Linked DNA regions of Danio rerio: region 2 is linked to region 1. A link is a contact called in public Micro-C data. All regions are on one chromosome and are shown on one strand. The core of a region is the stretch at or near the end of the contact, and the rest is flanking DNA. Distances in the headings are between cores, read along the strand shown. Region 1 holds the start of nup88 (nucleoporin 88). Region 2 holds the start of prkrip1 (PRKR interacting protein 1).

Evidence for each region. Hi-C and Micro-C count contacts between places; a contact is called where the count stands out from the background.
Region 2: a contact with region 1 is called in a Micro-C map of caudal fin, with 8 times the contacts expected there. The contact joins the promoter of prkrip1 here to the promoter of nup88 in region 1. A contact is called at or near these places in 2 of 18 Hi-C or Micro-C datasets (caudal fin and an unstated tissue).

Annotation. Positions count from the first base shown.
Region 1 is chr5:64,969,417-64,973,558 of GRCz12tu, forward strand. nup88 (nucleoporin 88) reads right to left here and starts at 1,320. Exons shown (of 17, transcript NM_001020466.1): 1 at 1,075-1,320; 2 at 826-995. The coding sequence starts at 1,311.
Region 2 is chr5:65,096,337-65,100,629 of GRCz12tu, forward strand. It overlaps prkrip1 (PRKR interacting protein 1), which reads left to right and starts at 2,690. Exons shown (of 6, transcript NM_001017896.2): 1 at 2,690-2,861; 2 at 2,979-3,057. The coding sequence starts at 2,736.

The DNA.
Region 1 (4,142 bases), core at 70-2,569:
TGTGAAAAATTTAAAAGCATTTTAACAAAATATGTCAAAATACGATGCGTCACCAAAAATCATCCCATTTGTTGAAACTCAGAGAAAGTTCAACAAGTTCAACTTCATATGCGATTTCTGACTAAATGTACAAATTAGTGTGTTAAATAATTTAGGAATCGTTAAAATGAATGAATGTGCGAATATAAAACCAACTTTAGCTCAATTATAACAAAACGGTGGTCAATTTGCCCATTGTACTCTTGAATTTGTGAAAATTTCCAAAGCATTTTACCAAAATATGTCAAAATAAATAAGATTTGTCACCAAAAATTATTCCATTTGCAGAAACAGAGAAAGCTGTGGCCAAATTATGACTCAAAATCCAGAAGTGGATAAAAGCATCGCCAACAGCTTGTTTTATATTCACGCATTTGTTAAGTGACAACACAATTCCTATATTCATTCATTCAATTATCTATTTATTTATTTATTTATTTTCTTGTCGGCTTAGTCCCTTTATTAATCCGGGGTCGCCACAGCGGAATGAACCACCAACTTATCCAGCACGTTTTTTTACGCAGCGGATGCCCTTCCAGCCGCAACCCATCTCTGAGAAACACAATTCCTATATTGTTTACTTTTAATTTTTCGATCTGAAATCACATGCAAGTATGATTTTAAACAACATTAGCACTTTTTTATTGACTGAACAATGTTGTATGTTGATAATCGTTGGCTGTCTGCTAATATGATTTCCCAATTTGGAATTTGCAAAGAATACTTTTATAAAATGTGCGAATATATAACCAACTTTACCTCAATAAAATAGTCAAAATCACTCACTTGCAGTTGATCTGGATCCGTCCGCCCTCAAACTCGGACTTCTTCCCCCAGCGCTGTGGCAGCTCCAGGACAGTGGCTCCTCGCTGACCGATGAGGGCCACATGATACTGCGAGGGGCTGACGAGCACCTGACACACCTCGAACAGCGGCGGGTTGATGCACAGCAGGGTCTGCGGAGAGATCGGTAAACGTTTACACACAACCGGCGATGTAACTACACTAAAGCAGAAGCCATTTAAAGTCGCTGACCTGATATCTGGAGGTGTCTGGTTCGCCGTCAGAGTTCAGCTGTCGCAGGTTTGTGGTGTAAAACACGCTCTCAACGCTGTCCCAAATGAACAGATCACCGTTCAAACAAAACGTCAGGTTCTTAGCTATTCTTTTACTTGTCCCCTGAGGCTCTAAATGAAGCCTTTCTTGTAAATTATTGAATATATCGTGGTTCTTCAGCGCTTCCCTCCAACGATCTCCCGCAAGCGACGCCATGATTTCTGTACTGTCGCAAAGTAAACACGTCAGAGATACCCTCCAATAGGATCGCTACATGACTAAATACAAATGAAATGATTTTATTAAATAAACTGTATTACACAAAATCTATTTACAATAAATAAACACAAACATACAGTAAAACAGATTAAAATACATAAAATAATGTAATAAACGTGTAAATAAACATGCAAAAAAGTACCATGTTGGTGAAAAATGCAAAAATGTAAAAATAAGGAACAAACTGTTTTGAAACTAATATTTTTAACACATTCATAATTATAGTATCTATTAAACCTTTTAAACATGTCTTTTACATTTAAAGCAGGTCTCTCTTGCATACTGGATGATCACATTTGGGAGTCTGTGGCATTAATAAGACTGAAAGCACCGTGTTGGGCTTTATTGAGTATGAACAACTTAAAAGAAAACAGTTTTATGCTGTGAACTTGGTTTTGCTGCTTGCAAAAATTCATTCATAAGTCAAAAATGTCAGATTCCAGACTGTCTATCCAATTGTATTACATCAAAAAAGGCTCTAAAACGTTATTTGTTTGCAAATATTTTTTTAATGAGCCATTTTTGCTTTATGTATTTTTATAGCTCCTGTTTTTAGTTGTTTCTCTCTTTTTATTTGTTTGTTTTTCATTGTTAAAGAAAAAAAAATTTATATGGATTTATATGTTTATTACTCATTTTAATAATATTGGTATCTAACACTTTATTTTGATGGTCCCTTTTGCACATTTTGTTGACTAAAAGTTGAATTGCAAGTACATGCCAATTACTTCTCATTTGAGTATTAGTAGACTGTCTGCTTAATATCTGTTGATACTGTTCCTTCAACAGACATGTCAAGCATGTCAACTTACACTAACCCTAACCCCTATCTGCAGTCTACTTATCTAATGAAAATTAATTTTTCATGTAGATGCAATGGAGCTTAAATTCTAAGTTGTCGGTTCATTACGCTGTGGCGACCCCTGCTTAATAAAAGTACTAAGACGAAAAGAAAATGAATAAACAAGAAAAAAGACTGTAATAGTTTATTTATAGTCAACTATAACAACACACAGGACAAGAAGATATAATAATGAATTAAATAATTGTTAAATGAAATTAATAATTAAATCATATTGTTTTTGGCAGATTTATTGGTTCAGATTAGAAAATGTAATTATTTATTTATTTTCTGTGCATCTTTTTATTAACATTTTAACTATTAATCACAAAACACATTGAAACAAACCAACAGACAATGCCCATTTTAACAATGCAAAGCTAAAGAAACAGAATAAATTAATATGCAGAATACATTTTCTAATCTGAATTATATCTGATTATATCTGATTTATGTCATATTCTCCCTTTTTTCTTGAATAAATGCATAAATAAATAAATATTATGGTGATGATGATGATAATAATGAACACTGCAGGTTTATACACAAGAAACAATATTTATTTGATATTTAATTATAATTAAGACAGGAGCTAAGTATTGTAACTTATGCAGCAATAAATTAATTAATTAATAAAGAAAGTACTTAATGAAAAAGATTCAAATAAACAATCAAATGTTTCAATAAGTTTAATAAATAGACATCATAGAAACAAACAAATAAATAAGCTGTACTTAAAATCTGAAATAAATAAATACCAATGCACAGTAAAACACAAATTGAAATATTCATTCATTCATTTTCCCTAGTCCCTTGATTCATCAGAGGTCACCACAGTGGAATGAACCACCAACTATCCAGCATATGCTCTACACAGTGGATGCCTTTACAGCTGCAATACTCTCACATTCACACACATACACTATACAGCCAATTTAGTTTATCCAATTCACCTGTACCACTTGTCTTTGAACTGTGGGGGACCCCAGAGCACCCTGAGGAAACCCATGCGAACGCGAGGAGAACATGCAAACTCCACACAGAAATTTCAACTGACCCAGCCAGGACTCAAACCAGTGACCTTTTTGCTGTGAGGCAACAGTGCTAACCACTGAGCCACTGTGTCACCGATTTAAATATAATAATTGCATAAAGTAAATAAACATAAACCATAATATTTTAACACATTCATAAATATAGTATAAAGTCAATATTTGAACAAAACAAACATATAGATGTATTTTAAGGAAGAAACGGGTTTAAAAATGTATCTTTTTGAATCATTCATAATTTTAGTATACGTTAAATCTTTTAAGTCAAGTCAAGCTTTATTGTCATTCTGCTACATGTGTGGACATACAGAAAAAATGTCGTGTTTCGCAGAACAACAGTGCTACATAAATTAATCATAAATATACAAACAACACTGGACATGAGAGATATTTTCAAAAACTTACGCTGTAAAAAATGATAGGATCAATTTTTCATGACAACATATGTTTTTAGTTGATTGTAACTTATTAAACTAAGTTAATCATGTTCTAACTTAATTTTATAAGTCAGTTTTAAGTCAGTTTAACATAATATAAGTTCAATGGACTCAAAGGTTAATTTGATTCAGGTTAAAAATGAAGGCAACCAGGAATTCTTCACAGTGTATGCACATAGGCTACTATAAGATACTAAATAAGACAGGCTACAAGTACTTTTACAAGAGACTGATCAATGTTGTGCAGGATATTGTGCAAGAGAGGTATTAAAGGTGAATATTGTGCAAGAGTTAAGGTTGAAGCAAGGAGTGCAACATGATTGTGGTACATCAATAGTAGGCTAAACATCATTTTCCTTATTGAGTAAAATGGAGTTTAAATGAAGTGTCAGGTGCAAGGGTGTAGATTCGCTCTTGGCATTGGTGGGGACACACAAC
Region 2 (4,293 bases), core at 1,440-3,939, 130 kb after region 1:
ACAAAGGTCAAGATTTCATTACTCTCTGAGCTAACAGATTGCTAAGTCTCAAATGATCATCAAACCAGGGTTGTGGAACTCTGTGTCTAAAATCACTCATTAGTTTTCAAGTGGTAGCAGTTATTGTAAGCTAAGTAAATTGTGAATTAGAGTATGGGCTTGATCCCGAATGCAGAAAAAGACGCAAGTCACATTAGAGCTAAAGCGGTCCTTCTCCAGACTCATTCTGATGGTTTTAGTCATGCAATAAGTTATTTTTCATGCTAATTTAATTAATATCAGTTTAACTATTCGGTTACTGAGAACGAAACGCAGGCGCTTCTCTGTGAACTTCAACATTTTCATGCATACAGTGAATCCAGAAAGAATTTATAGTGTTTCCCTTTTTCCACATTTTTTATATTATAGCCTTATTCCAGAATTCATTAAATTCATTTATTTCCTCAAATATCAATTCCTGACAACGTGAAAAAAGATTTTTTAAATTGTTGCAAATTTATTAAAAATAAAAAAACCTAAAAAATCACATTTACACAAGTGTTGTGAAGCTCTAAATTGAGCTCCGGTACATTCTGTTTCCACTGATCATTTGTGAGATGTTTCAGCAGCTTAACTGGAGTTCACCTGTGGTCAATTCAGTTGACTGGACATGATTTGAAAAGGCATACACCTGTCTATATAAGGTTTCAGGGTTGACAGTGCATGTCAAAGAACAAACCAAGCATGAAGACAAAGGAACTGTCTGTAGACCTCCTAGACAGGATTTTCTCGAGGCACAAGGCTGGGAAAGGTTGCAGAAAAAAATCTGCTGCTCTAAAAGTTCCGATGAGCACAGTGGCATCCATCATCTGCAATTGGAAGATGTTTGGAACCACCAGGACTCTTCCCAGAGCTGACTGGCCATCTTAGCTAAGTGATTGCGGGAGAGGGGACTTAGTCAGGGACAGTGAAGCATGGTGGTGGCAGCATCATGCTGTGGGGATGTTTTTCAGCAACAGAAACTTGAAGGCTAGTCAGGATAGAGGGAAGGATGAATGCAGCAATGTACAGAGACATCCTGAATGAAAACCTGCTTCAGAGTGCTCGTGACCTTAGACTGGGGCGATGTTTCATCTTCCAGCAGGACAATGATCCAAAGCACACCATCAAAATATCAATGGAGTGGCTTCACAACTCTGCTGAGTGGCCCAGCCAGAGCCCAGACCAAAATCCTATTGAACATCTCTGGAGAGATCTGAAAATGGCTGTATACCGTCGCTTCCCACCCAACCTGATAGAGCTGAGTGATACTGCAGAGGAATAAGCAAAAAATCCCAAAGACAGGTGTGCCAAGCTTGTGGCATCATATTCAAAAAGACTTGAGGCTGTAATTGCTGCCAAAGGTGCATCAACAAAGTATTGAGCAAAGGCTGTGAATAATGATGTACATGTGATTTTTCAGGCTTTTTATTTTTAATAAATTTGCAACAGGGTGATACGGTGGTGCAGTAGGTTGGTTCACAGCAATAAGCTCCCCGTGTTTGCATGGGTTTCCTCCGGGTGCTCTGGTTTCCCCCACAAGTCCAAAAGACATGTGGTACAGGTGAATTGGGTAAGCTAAAACTGACCGTAGTGTATGTGTGTGAATGAGAGTGAGTGTTTCTCAGTGATGGGTTACAGCTGGAAGGGCATCCGCTGTGTAAAACATCTGCTTGATAAGTTGGCCGTTCATTCCGCTGTAGCGACCCCAGATTAATAAAGGGACTAAGCTGAAAAGAAAATGAATGAATTAATGATATTTGCAACAATTTCAAAAAATCTTTTTTTTCACATTGTCATTATGGGGTATTGTGTGTAGAATTTTGAGGAAATAAGTGAATATAATCCATTTTGGATTAAGGCTGTAACATAAAAAATTTGGAAAAAGTGAAATGCTTTGAATACTTTCCGGATGCACTGTATGTGGGAGGAAAGTACCCAGGTATTTTTTTAGATCGCCATTCTTTGACATTTTCTTCATTGTTTGGCCAGTTGGCCAGAGCTGTGCTCCAATTTGGGCTTTATGTTTTGCATTCATGCACTAACACTGACAACACTTACCGTGTCCATTCACTTGCCTTTCACACTGATTGAACATACTGATACTAATGTTTTGATTGTTGTTATTTTCAATTGGCATACATTTTATGTTTGACTTATTTTGCTGTGTCATATCCCTTAATAATCTTTGATCCATATGTAACAGTATTATCAGTATATTACAGTGTTACACCTCATAGCCTTTCCTGTAACACCATGTTAGCCCATTCCGTCATGTTGTTCCAACACAAATTAAGTTAACGTAATTGCTTTTACAAACGTTTGTGGATTTAACATAAAACAATAAAGTTGTCTTCAAAAAAAGTGAAGAATTGTGGTGATTCAGCTTATTTTAAATTAGTTTGAACAAGCAGCAAAAAAAATTGAGTGTATTGGCTACTAACGTTACCCAAAGAAAAAAGGCTAGTTTTGGGGGACCATCCACAAATGTATGTCTGGTTAATTTATATGATATTACATGTCTATATGTGAGTTGAATATAATAACTGATAAAAAAGTTATTTATACTTATTTTAGTTCCAAGCCCTATGATCCAAACGCTGTCGATCAGTGTCGGTCCGGTAGGTGGCAGTGCGAGCTGTCAGATGTGTAAAATACCTGAAAAATAAATAGAAGAAGAATCCTAAACCTACCTCGAAGAAGGAGCTGGAAGAATCATGGCTGTGGAAAACAAAGATGCTCGACCGGGGAAAGCTCTCAAAAAAGAGTCTCAGCCTTTAATTATTGCCAAAACTCCCGCAGAGGAACAGCGCCTAAAGTTGGAGAGATTGATGCGAAACCCCGTGAGTTCCCATTTACCTCAAGCTGACGGTTTTCCTCTCATGCTAATGATGCTATTGAACTCTTGGAAAACATCAAACACTACTAAGATGATTTTTAAAATTTTTATTATTTAAAAGGACAAAGCTGCACCCATACCAGAGAAACCGAAGGAGTGGAACCCACGCGCTCCACCAGAGTTTGTGCGGGATGTGATGGGTTTGTGTTTGCTTGTTTTCTCTCACATGTGGAGATGAGAATCAACAATACTGCTGAAAACACACTCACAGCTCATCCTCATGAGCTCTCAATTACAGTAATGTTAGCAAACAGAAGTATAAGGACGTATTTTATCACAAAGTCCCCCGGTAATTGCTGGTAACGTTAGTTCAAGTGTGCTAAAATATAATGCAGTAACGTTATACAGAATGAGCCTCAACATAATGTGTGCTGCTGACATATGTAAACATACAGATTAAAAGTAAACGCCTATAGGGGAGAAAATGTTTACATTTTTACAAAAAATGCTATTTTTTTCAAATAAGTGTTGCTGCAATGGGAAAGACACCTGAGCATTTTTAAAACAAACTCTACCTTGTCAAGTGTAAGTAACACAAGTCCACATTCAGACATTTCACAGTGGTTTAAACTGATTATACAGCAGATTTAATTCAGAACCAGTTGACAGCTGTGACCCAAATATGGTTTTCATTTGCAAGTAATGAATCAGAAATTCAGCATAACCAACACATTTTTCTGTCATAAGTTTCACACGCAAGCTCCAGCTTATTTTGAGTGTTTTGTGAATTATTTTGCTATTTCTGCACAAAAGTTTGTATTAAATCTGCGAATTTATGCAGAATGATTTTTTGGAGTATCTTAACTTTAAAACGTAGTATATTAAATTAAAAAATAATACCTTTTCATCTTTTATTTATTGTTTACAATGCAAATCCAATTAGATCATCGTATTTGGTAAACAAAGCAAGTCTCTCATATAATATATCCACTAAAAGACAGAAAATATTACTTTTACAAACTCTGTTGTGAATAAATCATATGAACATTTCATATTAGTCAATAATATTAATAAAATTAATTTCAAAAGTATGAATAATAATACATTTTCACAGATTTACACAAGTAAATAAATAATCAATACTTTACAACATCTGCGGATGTTTGCACACACAGAATCGTGTGAGCCTTGCCATAAGGTTGAGATTTACAATAATGATTTTTCCTGAGATTAAATTTTTATCTTTGTTTTATGAAATGATCATGCTAAAATAAACCAGTAATATATTAAAAAAGGTGCGGAAACATTTAGTCATTAAACACTATGAATAACTAAAACTCTTTGTTGATATTTTGATCATTATTTGCTGTTTTTATTTCACTCACATTCAGTATCTATTTTCAACTCTCACAAGGATTTTTTTTGGTTACAGAAGC